2 separate regions of the Sus scrofa genome follow, and region 2 is linked to region 1. The links are chromatin contacts, called in public promoter capture Hi-C maps. All regions are on one chromosome and are shown on one strand. Each heading gives the region's core, a stretch centred on a gene start, on an enhancer-like site or on the middle of the called end of the contact. The rest is flanking DNA. Distances are from core to core; before and after follow the strand shown. Region 1 holds the start of FMC1 (protein FMC1 homolog). Region 2 holds the start of KIAA1549 (UPF0606 protein KIAA1549 homolog).

Region 1 (4,885 bases), core at 1,679-4,178:
CACTTTCTAAAGCTACACAATTAAAAATTTTGGCTAAGCCGTCTCTAAGAACTTTTTTAGACTAGTTTGGTTTTCTGTTGACACAGAGTGATTCTAAAACTTAGTGGAATTATTCCCAAACAACCACCATTTTATTATCTTTAATGTTTCTATGGGTTGACTGGGTTCAGCTGGGCAGCTGTCTGCTCCATGCCACACTGGCTGAGGCTGTAGTCATTTGGGGGTGCCACTGGATTGGGACATTCACGATGGCTCACTCAGTGACTGATACTCAGTGCTGAGAGCTCAGCTGGGCTTATCTCAGTCCTCTACCATGTGCTGGGTTTTTCAGAGCAGTGTTTCTAGATGAGAAGCAGAGAGTTAAAGCTGTCAGTTGTAAAGGCCTGGGGTTCCAGAGACGTCCCAGAACATTCTATTTATTGGTTAAAGCTAGTCACAAAGCCACTCAGATTCAAGAGTGGGTAGGATGGGATATAAGCTTCACTGCTTGATGTAAAAAGCAACAGGTGTATGAGAAGGCCATTTCCGGTGACTAGTGGCCACACAGAGCTTACATTTTTTTTTTTACTATTTACTTTGCTTTAATGTAAAAATGGCTTAGGCTAAAAGAAAAGAGGAGTCTTTTGGCAGTTCAGTAAAAAGGAATTCAGAATTACATCTCATTGCCCCTTACCAAAACATAGCAACAATTACTATACTTCCAATAAATTGTCCTGCTTCCTCAGAGCGGGCTTGAATATGGTACTTTGCTTCACTTTTTGTTTGTTTTGCCACACCCAGGGCACGTGGAAGTTCCACAGCCAGAGACTGAACCTGCCACAGCGCTACCCAAACTGCTGCCATGACAACACAGGATCCTTAACCCACTGCACCACAAGGGAACGCCAAATTTGCCATCTCTTGGAAAGTTAGTTCAACAAATTCCTATTGAGGAAAGAATAACTGATAGCATTCTTCCTAACCCCATCCTGCCTATTTGCTTTTTGAAAATCAGAGACTTGTGATTAGAATGAAATGAATAGTATGAGTGTGACTGGGAGAGAGTCATTCACATTAAGTCGCACTGGTTTACTCTTGTGTTGATTCTGGATTTCAGTCGAAGTATGAAAAAGTGATCAAAATTGGCCCCAGCTAGAACAAGTGGACTCTGACACGGACCTAGCAAGAGTGACCTGTTAAGAGTGGGAATTTCTGAGATTGAGCAGCTGTGGAACATGAGGCTGAGACACAAGTAGCAGCTTGTAAAAGTTTAAGATCACATAGGGAATCTAGAAAATGTAGATGAGCGCAGAGGAGGCGAATCATTTTAATCTTGCCATACTGACCATAAAGGCCTGAGGAAATGTCTGACCTAGACTTCCCGAGGAAGCTCGAGGCCCAAAAGGTAAATAGAATTAATGCAAATGGTTAAGATTCGCACAAAGAGAATAACATAAATATGGAAAAACAACGAGAGAAGTTCAGATACGGGGCAGAGGATGAACAGCGAGACATAAACGTTAAGATAAAGACGAGGGTCAATTTAGGCAGGGTCCAGTGGTCTGAAATTTATCTTAGGGGCAATGCGGAGCCACTGAGACATGTTAAGCAAAGGGTAAGGTCGTGAAACTCAGAAGTGACTTGTCCAAGTTATTCAGTAATGAACAGAACCAGAAAATTAACTCCTAATTATTTCGAATTAACTAATTCCTAATGAATTGAACTACTTCCTGCCGCCCCATGTTTACCACTGGCCCGCCAACACAGAAGGCCATGTAACCATTTCTGCCTGACTCCTGGCTCTGCGGAAATGGCCTGTTTCAACCGGAAACAGAAAATGACCGCTACCAACGCCACCTAGCGGCAGGCTGGGGCCGAGCTAGCAGGTAGGAAAGCCGCAATACCGGAAGGGGCCGGCTGTTTCCTGTAAAAAACGCAAAGGAGCAGAAGCTCGGAGGGCCAATCTCCCAGATTCCCCAAGCGTTTCCAGCGCCTTCGGCTCAGCGTTGTCGTACGTGCCCTTTTGCGCAGGCGCGGGGGCTGTCGCGCAGGCAAACGCATACGCAAAACTGTGCGCGTGCCCGTTCTCCGTCCGGCGCATCGGTGCTATTTCGAGGGTAAAGCCTTTGGAGCTGTAACGCGAATTTGGTTCTCTGAACTACAACTCCCAGCATGCCTCGCCCTTTATATTGGTGCTAAGTGTGATCTCCTAGGATAGGTCAAAAAAAAGACCTAAGTGACGATGACGTACAAAGCAGGAAAAAAATTGAATACGTTGTTTGAGCACGTCTTTCGCAGCAGCCCCAGTGGCCTAATGGATAAGGCATTGGCCTCCTAAGCCAGGGATTGTGGGTTCGAGTCCCATCTGGGGTGGTTGAAATTTTAGGTGAACTTCTCAGTGAAACTTTTGCCTCTTCCCCCTTACACATAACTTTAGTGACACATGCTAACTTTTTAACGATGAGAAAAGTGTCTACGATTTTCTTCTAGGTGTGGGGCTAGTTTGCGAGAATCAACATACTCCCGTTTCCTTGTCTGAGCCGCAGTCCTGTTAAGATCTCTAGGAAGTCAATATGCTGAGTTTTGATATTCCCTCTAGAAACAAAAAAACAGATATATCTTCTCAGCTTTCTATTTCAAATCGACACCCACTTCCGACATTCCCTCATTTTCTCCAGACTCAGCGGCCGGTCAGTTAATGGCGTCTGAAGTGACGCAGTCAAGAAAGGACCTCCTTTTCCCTCGCCTGACCTTTCTCCAGGGTATTCAGTTACACTCGGCTTTCGTTTGCTTTTCTCTTAATTCCTTAAGGTGTCGCTCGACGTTCGATTAATAATGCTCCTCAAAGAAGGGAAGTGAGACATTCCACTGCCCTGCAATGAATAGGGGGAGCCAGCAGTCTGTTGCGACCGTACCACTAATCGGCAGGGCGGGGGGTGGGGAGCAGGCGTAAGAGGGGCCTCAGGGCGCCGCCCCGCCCCGGTCTCCGAGGACAGGAAAATGGCGGCCTTAGGCTCACCCGTGCGCACTTGGCGAGGCCTTCTACGGGAGCTGCGCTACTTGAACGCGGCCACGGGCCGACACTATCGTGACACCGCGGCCTATCGGTACCTCGTGAAAGCTTTCCGTGCACATCGGGTACGGAAGCCAGTGTCCGGGTGCTCCAGCCTCCGCTTTCCTGGGAAGGGAGGGAGAGTCGGTCTGGGCGGAAGTGCAGCGCTCCGGGCTTGAGCGCTCATTTCTGAGGCCCTGCTTCCCTGCAGAAAGCTCCAGCCCCTCGGCCTTGGTCTGCAGCCTAAGTCTGAGAGCCAACCCAGGGTCCAGGGAGAGCAAGATCTTCCTAGGGTGGAATCGCCCCCTGAGGATTTTATTGGCATGTGCGGAGGGGACAGTGAGAAGAAACTGAAGTGGTGGAAAGAGGGACAAAAGATATTTTTGGTGGGCAGTGTAGGGTCACTAACCACAGGATCTATCCAACCCTTCTCTTCCCCTAGGAGAGCTATTCTGAGAGGCAGTTTTTGGTGCAGAGCTTCTCGAAGAGTAGGGAGTTCCCATCGTGGCTCAGCGGTAGCAACCGGACTGGTATCCATGAGGATGTGGGTTCAATCCCTGGCCTCGGTCAGTGGGTTAAAGATCCTGCATGGCCATGAGCTGTGGTGTATGTGCAGACGTGGCTTGGATCCAGCTTTGTGGCTGTGGTGTAGGGCAGCAGCTGCAGCTCGGATTAGACCCCTGGCCTGGGAACTTCCCTGTGGCACAGGTGTGGTCCTAAAAAGACAAAAAAGACACCACCACCACCACCACCACCACCACCACCACCACCACCCCCCCCGGCAAAAAAAGGTCAACTAGAAACCTCTACTGAGGTGGTACTGTGACTTACAACATTAACACGATTTATGGCCAGGTGCCGATTTTCCACGTGTCGGAGGTAAATAGGAACTTATGGGAGGCCATCTTGGAAAATCCCTTGAGAAATCTGCCCAACCCACACCTACCCCTTAAGCAAGATCAGACGGCAGATCATTTTTCTCAAATGGGGCAACTGAGGCTCAGGGACAGTTGACCTGTACAAGCACATGTGTAGGAACTACTAGAGTCTAGGTAACTTGGTTCACAAATAAGAGTCTTCCATTTAATTGCTTACTTGATCTTGGCTCTTGTCAGCTGAGTCGGCTCTCACCTGAAGGAAGGAAACTTAGAGTCCTTTGGGTGATGTCGGAGAACCCTTGTGCTTTTGATTTTTCTGAGCCATGGAAGTTAGAATGTAAAATGTTATGTGAGCCACACAGGAGGTCCAAGAATGCAAAATTTTAGAACTAAAGTTCAACTAGTTTTTAAAAGGCCACAATATTAGGGGCTTCTAGGAAGTTAGCCTAAAATGACAAATAAGATTCACATGGGTTCTGTCGTACAACCCATCATGTGCCCAAGCGCTTAGAATAAACAGGTGCCAAGGGAGTAAGTAGACCACAGTGGTTTTGGAGTTGTCATCGCAGCTCAGTGGTTAACGAATCTGACTAGGAACCATGAGGTTGCGGGTTCGATCCCCGGCCTTGCTCAGTGGGTTAAGGATCCTGCGTTGGGGTGACCTGTGATGTAGGTCGAAAAAGCAGCTCAGATCTGGCATGGCTGTGACTCTGGTGTAGGCCGGCAGCTGTAGCTCCAGCTTGACCCAAGCCTAAGAACCTGCATGTGCCGCGGGTGCGGCCATAGAAAAGACAAGAAAAAAAAAAAAGACAACAGTGGTCTTGGTATACTCGGGGTACGCTTTCAGGAGGAAATTCATCAAGCGGTGACTTAAAGGATAGAGTTAGCAAATAAGTGGGGGTCGGAGAGGAGGAAGTCCAGGTAAAGAAGCTGCACAACTGAAGGCCCAAAGGCAAGAGAAACTGATAGAGCCCTT
Region 2 (4,885 bases), core at 1,073-3,572, 330 kb before region 1:
AAAGAATCACCTATGTTATCTGCAACCTCTGCAGCACATCCAGATGGCCACGTTCACAGGGCAAAGCTGTTCAGGGGTTATGTACGTGGAGTTCGGAGTCAAACTAACCTAAACTCCTGAAGCCTTAGCTTTCTCATCTGCGAAATGGGGATAAGGATGCCTAGCGCACAATGTGACCGGATCATGCACATAAAATTCGGCACCTAGCACACGGGAAGCGCTCAGTATAAGGAAACAATTTGTGCGCCTCCGGCAGCTGACGACTCCATTAGTATTCTGCGGGCTTTGTTTCCTAAAGCCCCGGGCACTCTCTCTGATGCTGTCTTCGCATGGAAAGCCCAGTCTCCTCTCTTCTGGACACACAGGCTAGAACATGCGGGGGCAGGACTGAGAGCTGAGGAGCTGGGTCAGGCTCCTGCACCCTCTGTGTACTGCCTGAAAGAGACTCATTTTTGTCCCCCCAGCTCTGGCGTGGCTCCCCCAGCAGGACTCGGCCCAGCTCCGGGAAACCTCTGAAGAAGCCTCAGGTGTATATCACGGATCAAGAGCAGTAAGGAGAATGGAAAAGTGATGACTCCGCACCAACTAGCCTATGACCTTGGGCAAGTCATTTCTCCCTGTCGCTTTCCTTCTTTTTTTTTTTTTTTTTTTTTTTTTTTTTTTTTTTTTTTTGTCTTTTTGCCTTTTCTAGGGCTGCTCCTGTGGCATATGGAGATTCCCAGGCTAGGGTCTAATTGGAGCTGTAGCTGTCAGCCTACACCACAGCCACAGCCACAGCCACAGCAACTCGGGATCCGAGCCGCGTCTTCGACCTAGCCACAGCTCACGGCAACGCCGGATCCTTAACCCACTGAGTGAGGCCAGGGATCAAACTCGCAACCTCATGGTTCCTAGTCGGATCCGTTAACCACTGAGCCACCACGGGAACTCCGGTCACTTTCCTTCTTAGGTAGAGGAGCAGTTCCATTCTATGATCCCTGAAGTCCCTCCCTGTGCTTTTTTGTCCCATCCTCTATGGGGCACTGGTTATAATTCCGACAGTGAGGTCCAAGGGACACCTTCAAATGTGTTCCATTTCCTTCCAAAGCCACTTGGCAGTCCTCTGGCACTGCTCCCGTGAGGAGGGAGGATTTGGAGTTGCTTCCACGGCTTTCTGGTTTTGTTCAGCATGCGGCAGCTCTGCACACCACTCACCCCACCTTTCCTGCCCCCAAAGTGGCCAAGTGTGTGTGTGCTGGGGCAATGACGGGCTCGCAGCGTGTGAGCTCAGAGATGGTTTCCAGACCATCTTGTGTGTATGCTCGGGGTGGACAAATAAACATTTCAGAGAAGCAATGTGAATTAAATCATTTCCTCAACAACAAAACCCGCCCACATGCTTCTTCATAAATCATGCCTCTTAACTCCATGCTGACGAACAGCCAGTAAACTGCATCTACTACAAAAACAACCTTTATCCCTTTCAGGCCCTGACACTTAAGAATCACAATATTTTCACACTCTATTGTACTAATGCCTTTGCAGAAGTCATAGCAAGAGCTATTTCCCTGGAAAGATCCATGGCCAGGGCGCTTTCCAAGAGATAGTCTTTAAATGTTCTTTGTGTCCTGGTGCACTGGGGGACACGGCCAGCTGCCGGCATCTGGGGGACACTGGGCTGCCCAGAATAATGCAATACTGTTTTAAAGCACACACACCGAATGCACCCCTTCGACCCGACAATAAAGTATTTCCAAAAATTTGATGTAACCACATTCACATGGGCATGCACAAGCACAATTCCAGTGCCTGTGTTTTGCACAGAAAATAAAGGCACATTCTGAAATGAAGCCACCAGACCCGCCTGGGGCTCCGTGGATAACAGAATAGCTTTGCAGACCTTTGGCAAGATTGGCCAGAATTCGCTTCCTTTTTCGTGTTATTTCCTCCGTGCCTTTATTTGCTGGGCCCCACAAGAATGGAAAACCACCTCAAGAAAGGAGAGCGAGGGAGCGGTGGAGAATAAAAGAGGATGGGAGGGGAAAGCTAGATTCTGAAAATAACAGCAATAAAGGCAGGCAGGGTCGCGCCGGAGGGTCCCGGCGGGGCTTACCTGGGGCGCACGAGGCCGGCCCGGCCAGCAGCAGCAGCCAGAGGCCGGGGAGCAGCAGCCCCGGGCGGCGGCGGCGGCGACGGCGGCGGCGGCGGGCGCGGCGGGCGGAAGGCCCGCGGCCGCTCGGCCCCGGGACCAGCGCGACCCCGGCGCGGGTCTTCCCCTCCATGGCCGCGCCTCGGCGTCGGCGCCGCGCCCCCAGCAGCCCGGCCGGCGCCCGGCCGGGCCTCACGGTTCGGCGCTCTCAGGCCCGGGAGGCACGGCCGATGCGGCGGCGGCGGCGGCGGCTGGGACGGGGCGCCGCGCACCGGCGCGGAGGGAGGCCGGCGAGGCGGGGGCGGGCCGGGGGCCGGAACCGCGGACGGACGGGGGCCGCCAGCCGCACGCCGGCCTCGCCGCTCCGCCCCCTTCGGAGCCTCCAAGCCGCTGCCCGGCAACGCGCGGGCCCGGGGGCGGGGAGGCGAGCACCACCTCCCGGCCGGCCGAGCGCCTGCCTGCCCGGCAGCCAGGCGGCGGGCGCGGGGCGCGGGGGCTGCGGGGCCGGGGACCGGTCCGCCCCCGGGATCCGCCTCCTCCCGGGAGGAGGCGCGGGGGGACGCGAGAGGCTTGGGCCGGGCCGGCGGCCGGCGCCGCTCGAACCCCGGGTCCTGCCGCCCCGGGGGCCCCGCGCGTCCCGCCCTGGGTTCGCCGGGAAGGATGGAGGGAGGGAGGCCCGCGAGGAGGGGTCGGAGCCGGAAAACCGGGCCAGCGCGAGCGCGGCGGGCCTCTCGCTCCTCCTCTCGCTGGAGCCCGTGCGGGGCAGCAGGTGTGCGTGGGGCGCCTGCGTTTGTAGGACAGCTGCGGGGCTGCTGCCGGGACAAAGCGCAGGGAAGGTCGGGCGCTCTTCCCAGGATCCCGATGTGCGGTCGAGGGGGCTCGAAAAGCGCGCGCACAGCTCTCCCCCTCCTGCCGCCTGTCTGGAGGTCTCGCCTCCTGTCCAGGTTGTTGTGAAAGAAACGTACAAGATGCTCTGGGCCTGGGAAACCCGCAGCCCGTGCACGTAGTAGGCCTGCAGAAGGCGTCTGCCGAATGGAATTGAAGCAGAGCTGGAGGGAACCGCGCACGTCCAGGCCCTTTTAGGGAAAGCACCGCTTCTGTCTGAGGATTAGCATTTGGGGAGTAGAGATGGGTTGGGGGATGAGGAAAGCCAAGAAGAAAGTTAACATTTGTCTCCTACCAGCTACGTGCCAGGCATTTAACTCCAAGGACGCCCGATGGTTTAGAGGCGTTGGAACGTCGATGCAATTTTGGATCTTTGCATCCTGTTGGAACGTTTGCACCAGGCAGGGTACAAAAAGGCGTGAATTGAGGGCATTATCTTATTGCCCAGGAAGCTCTGAGGACAATGGAAAATGTAAATCATCCACATTGACAAAAGCAATCGGGTTGCTCTCCAGTCCTCTTCCCCTGCTAGGCCCAGCCTTGCATCTCCAGCCCAACTAGGCATCGTGCCTGGTGATAAGATGGGAGAATCAGTGATAGCCCTTCCTCAAAATAAGGCTGAGGCACCATCTGTAAGTACCTACCTGTTAGTTTCAAGGAAGAGAATTGAAAATAAAAGTTAAGGACGACTTTTTTTTTTTTTTTTTTTTTTTTTTGGCAGCACCTGTGGGCTATGGAAGTTCTCCGGCCAGAGATCAAATCCAAGCTACAACTGTGGCAATGCTGGATCGTTAACCCACTGAGCCACAGCAGGAACTCCAAAGATAACTTTCGTTGATTTCCTGATCTGTTTTATACTTTGTAATGCCTCTGGATCATAAACAGTCCTTGTCCTTAGCAGCTGATCTTCTCCCCTCCTAAACAGAGAGCTTTGTGTACTTGGCTGCTCACTCATAATCTCCAGGTGCGTGCTGGTGTGGAGACACTGCCTGTCCAGGCATGTCTGGTCCCTGGTCCCTGGATACTATGGCCCTAGATCTTCATTTTCTGAATTCACCTCGTTTGACCACAAACCACTGCCTTGGGGGTGATTCTTCAACTGCCTTGTCCTGTTACGTTATTTTCTTTTTTATGTATTTATGCTTTGCCTCTCCAACCAAATTAACGTGAAGTTCGAAGATGGTGTCATCCTGCTTAGGACTGCCCATGGCACCAGTCAACCGTCGTTATGCATTTGTAGATTTGAACCACAGAATCCACCTGCCCAGTGAAGAGGTGCAACCTTTCAGATCTGGCCTCAGCCTCCAGGAAGCTTCCACCAACGCTGGAAAAAAGGAGCCTCCCAATTCTCAGCCAGTTCAAGAAAAATGAAATGTTTCCCCAGCCATTAAGAAGGGTTTGACATCAGTATGTATTAAAAATTGCAAAGGAGTTCCCGTCATGGCTCAATGGTAACAAACCCAAATAGTATCCATGAGACATGGTTTCAATCCCTGGCCTCACTCAGTGGGTTACAGGTCTGGCATTGTGGTGTAGGTCGGCAGTTACAGCTCCCATTCGACCCCTAGTCTGGCAACCTCCATATGCCATGGGTGCGGCCCTAAGAAGACGAGAGAACAACAAAAAAATTGCAAGGAATTCCCATTGTGGCACAGAGGAAAAGAATCCGACTAGTATCCATGAGGATGTGGGTTCAATCCCTGGTCTCGCTCAGTGGGTTGGGTATCCGATGTTGCCGTGAGCTGTGGTATAAGTTGCAGGTGTGGCTCAGATCCAGCGTGGCTGTGGCTGTCGCTGGCAACTGTAGCTCCAGTTCGACCCCTAGCCTGGGAACTTTCGTTTGCCTTGGGAGTGGCCCTAAAAATCAAAAAA

Evidence for each region. Promoter capture Hi-C pulls out the DNA fragments that hold promoters and counts their contacts.
Region 2: a contact with region 1 is called in a promoter capture Hi-C map of fetal liver, with 3 times the contacts expected there. The contact joins the promoter of KIAA1549 here to the promoter of FMC1 in region 1. A contact is called at or near these places in 1 of 5 promoter capture datasets (fetal liver) and 1 of 2 datasets of contacts at active chromatin or transcription factors (skeletal muscle).

The regions. Positions count from the first base shown.
Region 1 is chr18:10,348,415-10,353,299 of Sscrofa11.1, reverse strand. FMC1 (protein FMC1 homolog) reads left to right here and starts at 2,928. Exons shown (of 2, transcript XM_005657736.3): 1 at 2,928-3,117. The coding sequence starts at 2,980. It overlaps TRNAR-CCU (a tRNA gene), which reads left to right and starts at 2,280; the gene lies at 2,280-2,352.
Region 2 is chr18:10,674,282-10,679,166 of Sscrofa11.1, reverse strand. KIAA1549 (UPF0606 protein KIAA1549 homolog) reads right to left here and starts at 2,322. Exons shown (of 20, transcript XM_021078582.1): 1 at 2,093-2,322. The coding sequence starts at 2,261.